Regions from separate parts of the Mus musculus genome. Here region 1 is linked to region 2. The links are chromatin contacts, called in public Hi-C maps. All regions are on one chromosome and are shown on one strand. The core of a region is the stretch at or near the end of the contact, and the rest is flanking DNA. Distances in the headings are between cores, read along the strand shown. Region 1 overlaps Fchsd2 (FCH and double SH3 domains 2). Region 2 has its middle 20 kb from the start of Fchsd2.

Region 1 (5,183 bases), core at 811-3,310, 120 kb after region 2:
ATGGTTGTGAGCCATCATGTGGTTGCTGGGATTTGAACTCAGGACCTTCGGAAGAGCAGTTAGTGCTCTTAACCACTGAGCCATCTCTCCAGCCCCTTTAGTTAAAATTTTAAGTGAGACATATTTTTGTTTCAAGTTTAGTAAGTTAATTTGGATGAAATTTATTTAGTGATATGGTAGCATTATTTTATTCTTATAGTATATGGCATGATAATTTTCACAGTGACATTTTCACACACTCAGACTCATACTCACTGTTATACTTAGTTATTTGCCCTTCACCAACCTCTTCCAGTTTAGATCCTTTCCTCTTCTTTTATAATTCTCTTTCTACATTTATGTCATGTGTGTGTGGGGTCAGAGGTGCATGTTGTGCCCATGTAAATTTAATCTAGATTCTACAGATGAAAAATGCAGTGTTTGTTATTCTGAGTCTGGTTTATTTTACTTAACATAATCTCTGGTTCCATCCATTTTCATGCAAAAGTCATCATTACATTCTTCTTTACAGCTTAATAAAATCCCATTGTTCATGTAAGTATTCATTTTTATAGCATCTTTTTATTCATTCAGCTTTTTAGTCTGGTTCCATATTTGGCTCCATTTTGAATTGATTTTTGGTCAGATTAAGGATCTAGTTTCGCTCTTATATGTGGACACCTAGTTTTCAAAGGACCATTTGTTAAATTCCTTCATTTCCAATGAGTATTTATGATGATTTGTCTAAGATGGGTGCTTATTAATGTGTGGGTTTATTTCTGGGTCCTCCATTCTGTTCTATTGCTTTATGTCTGTTTTGTGCCAGTACCATGCTGGCTTTGTTATTATAGCATATTATCTTTCATATAGCTATAAATGAGGCGTTTTACTCAGTTACAAGAAGATTTAGTATCACATAAGCTCAAAGCTGATGTTATTGAGAGGAGTTAGCTTTCCAAGTTCAGATGCTTTAAAATTTTAATTTGAGCTGGGCATGGTGTTGTGCAGCTTTAATCCCAGCACTCTATAGTGGAAGGCAGAGGCAGGCTGATTTCTATGAGTTCCCGGCTAGCCTGGCCAATATAGTGAGTTCTAGGACAGCCAAGGGTTAAATAGAGAGACCCTGTCTTAAAATAAAATTGAATTTGAGATTAGAGATCTTAACACAAGCTATTAATGGAATTGAGAAGTATGTGGAACACTAAGATCTGGGGTTTGCTTGCTGCCCTAGTTTCTGGGCATGTTAGGTCTTCTCTGCATCATGTCTCAAAGAATTTCCTTCCTAATAGCCTTTCTGACCGAGAACTATCTTGTGTCTTCTAGCACATTAATTTTCTTACTATCTAGTACCTTCTTTGTTTCAACTTCTATTGAGACACCAATACATAAGTTCCTCTTGCCCTTTCCACTTTTAGTAACACAAGTTTTGAAATTTCATGTAAAACAAGTAGAAGAGTAGTTGTGTTTACATCGAGACATCTAAGGCTTTAGATAAGGTGAACTCTTGACCATAGGAAGAAGTCATGCCAGGTGTATCAGTTCAACCTTGCAATATAAGCACATGGATGTTCAGGGTGACTAAGACAAGAATCACTTTGGTTTCAAGGCCAGCATGTGTTACCATATGAGACCTTGTTTCAAAATTCTGAATTCAAATAACTATGTATGTATGCATTGTTTTGCTACAGGAGCCCTCCTCCAAAGTACACTGATCATTTCACTCTGCTTGTGAACTGGTGAGATCTTCTTTACCCATCTGCAGAACTGTGGCTAGCAATACCCTGTGCATAAATTGCAGTAGAGGGGTTCTTCAGATACACATTTTTCTTTTTACCTTTCATCATCTTACTAATGAAACTCAGTGTCTCAGAAGTAACTTCTTACATTTCTTAGTTAATTTATCACTTCAAAGTAAAGATGAGGGTATAAGTAAGGAACAAGAGAGGGCGACAGAAATAGATCAGCAGGTAAGAGCTTTGTTCTTACAGAGAACCAGGGTTCAATTCCCAACACCCACATGGTACCTCACAACCATCTGTAACTCACAGAGGATCTGACACCTCCTTCTGATCTCACAGGCACCAGGCATATGAGTGGTGCATAGACATACATGTGAGCAAAACATTCATACATATAAAATAACATAAATAAATCTTAAGAAAAAGAGAACAAGATTACAATAGTTTCTACTCTGAACCAGTGAAAACTAATATTAGCTTTCCCCTTAGAGACCTTATTTATCTTTCTAGCACTAAAATAGAGAGTGTTTGCTTTGTCTTGAGTGACCAAGCAGGACCAATACAGTTGTGGTTCATGGGGAGTTTCCAGAGGACACTTTTGGTGCTCTTCCTCCTCCTAGCCTTTGGTAAAATATGCAAATGTACCAGGAAACTGGGGAGGTTTTTTTTGTTGTTGTTCTTACCCCGAATAGAACTCTTCTAAACTGTACCTGTTGAGAGTGTAAATTCAGAAGTTTGTTTTTTAAGTGAAGGAAGCATATGGGGTTTTTGTGTGTGTGTGTGTGTGTGTGATTTTTGTCAGCTAGGATTTTTTTTCCATCAGCTGCACGGAAAAGGGAATTTTATCTGCTATACTGGGTTTGCCTCATTTCCTCTTAAGCCATGATTAATTGCAGCTAGATATTTAGAATTTATAAGACTGAAAATAGACTTCAAGTCAGTGGAAAAGTGAAAGATTATGAAAGATAGAATGTTTAGACTCTTAAAAAGTGCTTTTTAACCAAAGAGTACACACCAGGGACCCATGGCTCCAGCTGGATATGTAGAAGAGGACTGCCTTATCGGGCATCACTGGGAGGGGAGCCCCTTTGTCCAGTGGAGGCTCAATGACCCAGGGTAGGGGAATGCTAGGGCAATGAGGCAGGAGTGGGTGGGCAGATGGAGGAGCTCCCTCATAAAGGCAGGGGGATGGGGGAGAGGATAGGGGTTTGTGGTGGAGAAACTGGGAAGGAGGATAACATTTGAAATGTCAATACATAAAATAACCAATAAAAAATGTAAAAAATAAAAGGGCTTTTTACAGCATACCAGCCTATATTTGATAGTATATTTGTGAAAAATAGACAAAAATATGAGTGAATATTTATCCAAGCTTAGTGAGTGTTAGAGTGTGATTTTAAAGCAAAGACAAGTGATACATGGAAAAATAGTAATAGATTTAACAATTCCAAATTTTAACACCCTCCCTCAAGTACACACACGCACACGCACACCTATATGAATTTATGTGCACCATGTACATGTAGGTGCCCACGAAGGCTAGAGGGAATCAGATCCTCTGGGAATTAGAGTCACAGACTTGTGAATTGCCTGCCTGATGGAGGTGCTGGGAACCTAACTCTGGTCCTCTGCAAGAGCAGCAAGCACTCAACCTTTGAGCCATCTCTTAGCCACAACAAACTCAGTTTTTAAAAATGCATGACAGTAACAATACGTGACAATTGAGCTAAATGCTTTACATTAAGTCTTGTGCTTTACATCTAGGTGAGGGTCCTAGCAGACAGGAGGGTTAGAGATGCTGCCCTAAAACACAAGGTTTATAATCCTGGCCTGCTTCCCAGTCTTGCAGCACATCTCCTTGCTGCTTTCTACACTACCACTCAGCAGATACCACTTCTGTTAGTCTTCTGTTACAGCAGTATTCTACTGAAACATACTAAGTTTATATTAGTTGGGATAAAGACTAAATGACTAAACTAGAGAGACTCCAAATTATGATGGTTCCTACAAGATAATACTTCTCATACAGTAGTTTAGGGTTAATAAATAGGTTCTACTTTCTGAAGTTATCCAAGGATGAAGGTACCAGGACAGCTCCATTGTTTAACTCTCATCATTGGCCTGACCAACATTAAGGACTCACTTATTTGGATTATAGCCAGTGAGTAAGAGAATGAGATCATGGAGTAGACACACCTATTTTCCTGAGATCTAGTCTACAAAGTCGCATGCATTAATTACTCCACTCAAGTTATAAAAAGAAAGCTTAGTGACATGGCCATACCTAGCAATAGCAGAAGAGTCTAGGAATTGCAGTCTTATCATATACCCAGGAGGGAAGGAAGAACAGTTTCTGCCACAACTACCACTTCTGAATATCTGACAAGTCACTAGTCACATGATAACGTAGAAGTTAATATGAAAAATAAAAGCACCTAAGAATAAAAAATACAAATATGATTTTAAAAAGAGAAATGCAAAAGAGTAGTTGATGGTTAGTAGATTTTTGACAAAATACTAAAGCCATTCAGAGGAAGAAAGAATGTCTTTGAGCAGGTGGTACTGGTCACAGCTGAATATCCACGTGCACAGAAAATTATTAAACCATTGCTGCCATGTATAGAAATTAATTTAAAATGAACTAGAGACTTAAAGGTCAATGCTAAAACTGCAAAACTCTTAGGGAGCAAAGTGTAAGTCCATATGGCCATAGGCAGTGCTCTCTTAAATATCACCAGAACCATACTCAAATGAGGGGGAGAGGTGTTGCTAAATTTACAGCTATGAAGAAAATGAAAAGACAAAATGGGGGGGGTCCAAAAAATAAGAATTTGAAGCTGTGTATGTTGGTGCATTTGGGAAGTGGAGTCAGGAAACTCAAGAGTTGAGCTGCCTGGAGACCTTGTCTTCACACACACACACACACACTCACACACAGAGAGAGAGAGAGAGAGAGAGCGTGTGAGCGAGCGAGCTCGATTGATCTCTGGTCTTCATAAAGCCCTGTGAGGTAGGTAATATTTTCATTTTACTGATCAGAAAATTGAATCTTAAGCATAATACTGAAGGAGAATCTTTTAGGCTCAACAAAACATTCATATACACAAGACTACTAAGCCACTACTATCCATCATCAGCACTGGTCTACTCAAAACATAGAGAACAAAAGTGATAGTGTACCAGCAAGGCAGCACCCAGAATGCGTCTTTGTGGAAGTAGCCTCCTACAGTAGCAGTCTCTGCAAGAGCTCTTGCAGCTGCTGAGATCCATCCCACCCCATTCCAGCTCATTCCCCAGTGTCCCAGGTGAGATTCATGTCCAACAAAATGGGCTCAGTTGGGGGCTTTGTTTTTTTATTCTTTTAGATACAATTTTATTTTTAAGGTAGAAAATGCTTAAAATAAAAAATGTATAAGAATCAAATCCACCAGCTCAGGACATTCTCACTTTGATCAGTAATCCCTT
Region 2 (5,143 bases), core at 1,790-4,289:
GGTTTGGTGGGGACAGTCATCTAACCCAAAGCATTTCTCTGTACTCCAGGCACATCCTAGGTTGTCCTCATACTCAATATTATGATCACTGCCCCAGCCTGTGTCCTCAGGGGACTTTTTAGGGGACAGAATAACAAGATAACTGACAGGCCAGAACATAAGGTTCCCAGATTAGTTTATCTGGCCAGCAAACTGTCACGTGGAGGCAAAGCTTTCTGCAGGCTTTGGTGAATATTGAGATTGGAGGGATCCGAGGTCTGGAAGCTCTGGGAAGAGAGAAACTTCCTCCTATCTCCGGTGCTCTTCCAGGCTTGAAATTCCCTGGCCAAGCAACAGAGCTTCAAACGTTCTCAGAGAAAAGAGAGAGTTAATAGAACTCCATACCCAACCCCAAAGGCAAACAGCACATTTCTTCTCCAGCAGATCAGATGAAAAAGGCCTGAGGGCCAGAGTTAATGCTAGCGAACCTGAGTCCAGGCTGTGCTCAGAACAGGGTTGACTTTAAGCATTTGTTCAATTAAAGTCCAAGGGTATCCTCTCTGCACACTCTAGCAAGAGTATTAAGGAATCCAGAGAAAGAGTAGGTGGCTGTGAAACAGTGACAGTGGCTCAGTGGAAGGACAGACCAAGCTCATGGAAAAGAGGGTGGGTGGGGGAGCACCCTCATAGAAGCAGAGAGGAGGGAGGATGGGATAGGGGGGTTGTAGAGGGGAAACCAGGAAGGGCGATAATATTTGAAATGCAAATAAATAACCAATAAGAAAGAAAGAAAGAGAGAGAGAAAGAGAAAGGAAGGAAGGGAGGGAGGGAGGGGAGAGAGAGAGAGAGAGAGAGAGAGAGAGAGAGAGAGAGAGAGAGAGAAAGAAAGAAAGAAAGAAAGAAAGTCAGTCAATTGAGTAAAGGGCCTCACCCTGCTTAGGATGGGAGAACTGGGAGGGCTTCTCAACAGACTCTTAATTTGAAGTCTAGACCACCTTTGGGCATTGGGTGGGCCCCAGGGTGGGAGTGAAGGATGGAGGGAATGAGGATACTGGGAAGGAGGTAGTCCTGGCACTGCCAGTCTCCTGAGCCGAGAGCAACCTGTGTTAACCAGGATGGAGATGGGGAGAGTGGCTTTGAGTCCTTGCCAGGGTTGAGTTGGTGTTGAGTGTTTCATCAGTATACTTCAGAGGGCTACGCTGGGCTCTGTCTTTCCAGGAGCTCAGGATGCTCCACCCCTGGAAGTGATCCTGAACAGCTGGGGCTGGGTCTCTACTCACAATGTCCAGCTCATGGCTTTCTTCCTGATGATCCTAACCTTCTCTGAGCTGTTCCCTTCATACCTGGCAGACACCCGGCCTCCTAGAAACACCACTTTTCTGCCTTTAGTTCCCCACGACGGTACCCAGGTCAGCCAGGGGACCCAAGGAGAATATGGAAAAATGACTCCATTGCAATGTGAAATCCTAGTGTGTTGGAACCAGAAGGGGCTGTAGGTTTTGCCTAGCTCCATTTTCTATTTTACAGTGAAGAATCTCAGACCCAGACTGAGAGACTCAAAGGTTGCTCAGTGACTTGGGAACAGACCTCATAGCAGCACCTCGCAGGGAAGAAGCAATCCCTTTGGCTAGAGCAGGAAGTCTCAAACTTGATAAGTTTCCATATAAGATGCTGCCAGGCAGTCACCTTAGGAGATGGCCCCAGCTTGCTGATAAGGCTGGCCATGGGTGTTGACAAAGAAGAACCCTCTTGGTGAGACACTCTGCATTTAGCCAGAATGTTTTATTAATTTGCTTAGGTCATCATTATAGTACAAGTAGCAAATTTAATAATTTAGGTAGAAAAGTCACAGATATCACAAATAAGGCAGAGAACTTTAGCTAGTGAGACACTGGAAAAAATCCTAGGTAGAAAGCTACAGAGAAGAGACCCAGGGGCATTCCAGGTCTAAACTGAAGACGCAGTTGTGCTACAGAACTGTGGCAAGGGTGGGGTGGGAGGATGCACCCCTGCCCTGTGCTCACCCACCACCCCAGTCCTCTCCCTTTGAAACACAAGCCTGGCAGTATCCTTCCTGTGCTTTCTATCACACAAGGACATGCAGATCCAGATAGCTCAGAGTCCACCTGGGCTAGAGAAGCCCCTTGCAGGACTTGGGTTCTTGTCTGCAATGTGATGGAGTGGACTTACCTGGAGAAGTTTGTGGAGATAAAATTAGGGGAAGGGTGCAGGGACAACCATTCTTTCCGGTTACCATTGCAAGCTAGGCATGTTTTCTGGTAGATAAGTGTGGGAAGGGGTTGCGTTACCCTTTATTGCACTGTTTGCGCCCTTCCCCCTTCTCTTGATGCCTTTTTGAGACAGGGCCTCATTACATTGCTTAGGTTTACTTTCAACTAACTCTAGCTCAGGCTGGGCTGGCCTCAGACTTTATGTTCCTGCTTCAGCCTCCTGGGTGCTTGGATTACAGGCAAGTACCACCACACCTGGCTACCCCACCTCTGAAATGTCCTGTTTCAGAAACAATATAAGAGGAAAAGGCCTGGGTCTGAAAAGGACTGGTAATCACTCCACAGTGTTAGCCCCACAGCTGGAAGTTGGCATTTTCCTCTCTAGATTATTATCTGATTCTTGTGGAAGTCCTGAGAGTTCCTCCAGATCCAACTTCCTTCTCTCCCACAGTGATCTCAGGACACTGGCATTTTCATTACCCACAAACAATGGGAAGATCGCTCCTGTCATTTATATGTCCCTGGGGTCCAGAAGTTCATCTGAACCAGAAAAGGTACCAAATAGCTGCCTAAGTAAATTGGTGGAGGGCAAGGACTCTAAGCAGGTCTGGACTGTGCCATAGGTCTGCACCTGAATACGCAAAAGGAAGCAGGATCCAGTGACAATCAAAGGGACAAGTGCATACAGTAGGCCTAGCAGGGATCTTGGGAAAAGCCGGGCCAGCTGATCTCAGGGCTCAGGCCACTGCTTTTGGTTTGCTCTCTGCTGTTCTCCTTGATTTTCTGGCTCAGCAACGCCCAGGATTCTGGGCATGTCTGGCCTTCTAAAAATACCCAGGCTGCCCAGAGCCTCCCAGATGTCTGAGCGCTGAGTCTGTGATTTCCCTGCCTGTAATGGGTCAGCCCAGACAGACATGGGCAGCCTAGGGTGGCTCCTGCCACTTCCTCTGCCTCCCACCCACCAGCCCACCAGGAGCTCAGCCCCACCTCCCTACCCTTGCACAGCAAAGGGGGCCAGACCTCATAGACTGCTGACTCCAGGTCTTCCTCGGGAAAGATGAGAAAACTAATATCCAAAGACCTGTCCAAGACCCTCTCTACCCGCTCCCCAGGTGCCTCTCTTCTGTATGGCGCCTGGAGACCTGGGCTTTGAGTCCAGTCTGACTGCCTAGCTTATCAATTGGAAACTTCTAACAACAGAGACCAGAGGAACCCTGAGTCTCCAAGGCACTGGAAAGATATCCCACCCAGGGGTCACATTAGTGAGTAGAGATGAGTAGATAGGACCCCAATGGGAGAGAGAAGCTTTGCATTCTAGCCCAGGGTCAGCTGCCATGACACTGTGCCTTCATCAATTCTTGCCATCCTGAAACAATGAGCTGGCACCCACTCTGCTGGGAGTTCCTGTCTCTTCTGCTTCGTGGTGTGGGAGAAGGCCACACCCTCCTGATTGCATCCTGCTCTACGTTCTTAGCTTTTTGATCCCTCTCCAGCAACACCCCTGCCCCAGCCTAGTTCTACAAATGATATCAATTTTACCTCTGGCTCCAGATGCTAGGGGCGAACAACCACTCTCTTAATTCACTATGTGACCTTGAGCAAGGAAGGCATTGGCTTTGGGGTAGTTACAGTTTCATGACTTTTAGATTGGAGAAATGAGCCAGGCATGGTAGTGTACATCTATAATCGCAGCCCTGGGGAGGCTGAGGAAGCCGGAGTGTGGTGAGTTTGGGGTTACCCTGGACTACATAGCAGGTAGCAGGTCAGCCAGTGTTATAGAGCAAGACCCCGTTTCAAAAAAATAAAAAATAAATAAATAAATAAAGCTGGGTGCGGTGGCTCACACCTTGAGTTCCAGTCCTAAGGAGACAGAGGCAGGCAGATCTCTATAAGTTTGGGGACAGAATGGTTTACATTGTGATCGCCAGGCCCACCAGGACTAAATAGTAAGTCTCTGTCTCAAAACATAATTAATAAATCAATTAATTTTAAAAAGTGGAGAGCTGGTCTGGGGACGAAACCCTGTGGTAGGGAACTTTCCTGGTATGTTTGAGAGTTCCTGGGTTTAAGCCACAATCCAAAAGCAACATTGTAAGGCAGAACAAAACAATAGAGTGTTAAAAGTGATTCAGTGGTAGGACACTTGCCTAGCATGTGAAAGCCCTAGCACTTGATCCCCAACATGGCCAATAAATGAGTTATTTGATGTAGTTGAAAGGAGATGTTCTATCTTAGGTCATGGTCATTGCCTACAGAAAGGCCTCCATGGGGCTGGCATGATGGCTTAGTCAGTAAAAGGCACTTGCTGTATAAAACTGAGGACCCAAGTTCAATCCCCTGGACCCACAAGAAAGTGGAAGAACAGAACCGACTCCACAAAGCTGTTTTCTGAGCTCCACACTAGTGCGGCAGTCCACACTGGATAGTCACTATCTCTCTATGCAGTTGTTCTCTATCGGGTGGGGAGAGAGAAAGCCAGATAGCTCTAGGGCCGACTATAGATTCTACATAGATAGAATTCCCCCAGGAGGGTTGTTAGCTGATAAAACTTGAGGAAAGGCAAAGAATTGTGTTGAAATCAGGCCTCCTGCATCAGAATGGATTGCACTAATTGGCAAGTTGGGCTATTCCTTGCCCCTCCCCCACTTCTCCACTTGGTGACTTAACAATGTTTCAAGATCCCAGGCACAGGTCTCGTCTGCTTCCCCAAGAAATCTCACTTATCATACTTACCTCTGTAGGCTTTTATCTTATTTTGTTTTATTTTCTGAGACAGGGTCTTACTATGTAGTCTTGGCTATCTTGAAACTCACTATGTAGACCAGGTCCGTCTGGAACTCACAGAGATAAGCTAAGTGTTGGGAGATGCCACTTAATTCTTTTGACAGGGTCTTACTCTGTAGTCAAAACTAGTTTAGAACTCATTATGTAGC

The links. A called contact is a pair of places that touch in the nucleus more often than the background predicts.
Region 1: a contact with region 2 is called in a Hi-C map of bone marrow-derived macrophages, with 33 read pairs. The contact joins two enhancer-like sites. A contact is called at or near these places in 1 of 15 datasets of contacts at CTCF or cohesin (CD8 T cells), 9 of 484 Hi-C or Micro-C datasets (the 63-12 cell line, CD8 central memory T cells, bone marrow-derived macrophages and 4 more), 9 of 115 datasets of contacts at active chromatin or transcription factors (the 230-238 cell line, the HPC-7 cell line, acute myeloid leukemia and 5 more) and 3 of 9 other capture datasets (adipose tissue, liver and pancreatic islet).

What each region holds. Positions count from the first base shown.
Region 1 is chr7:101,211,666-101,216,848 of GRCm38.p6, forward strand. All of the region lies in intron 8 of Fchsd2 (FCH and double SH3 domains 2), which reads left to right. Among named protein-coding and RNA genes, the nearest start is that of Gm50587, 44 kb to the right of the region's middle. Within about 2 kb of position 2,061, at least 48 of the 459 cell types and tissues checked have an H3K27ac peak or open chromatin away from gene starts, as enhancers often do. A contact at or near this core is called in CD8 T cells, bone marrow-derived macrophages and regulatory T cells, where this site is marked.
Region 2 is chr7:101,085,817-101,090,959 of GRCm38.p6, forward strand. No RefSeq gene overlaps it. Among named protein-coding and RNA genes, the nearest start is that of Fchsd2, 20 kb to the right of the region's middle. Within about 2 kb of position 3,040, at least 50 of the 459 cell types and tissues checked have an H3K27ac peak or open chromatin away from gene starts, as enhancers often do. A contact at or near this core is called in CD8 T cells, bone marrow-derived macrophages and regulatory T cells, where this site is marked.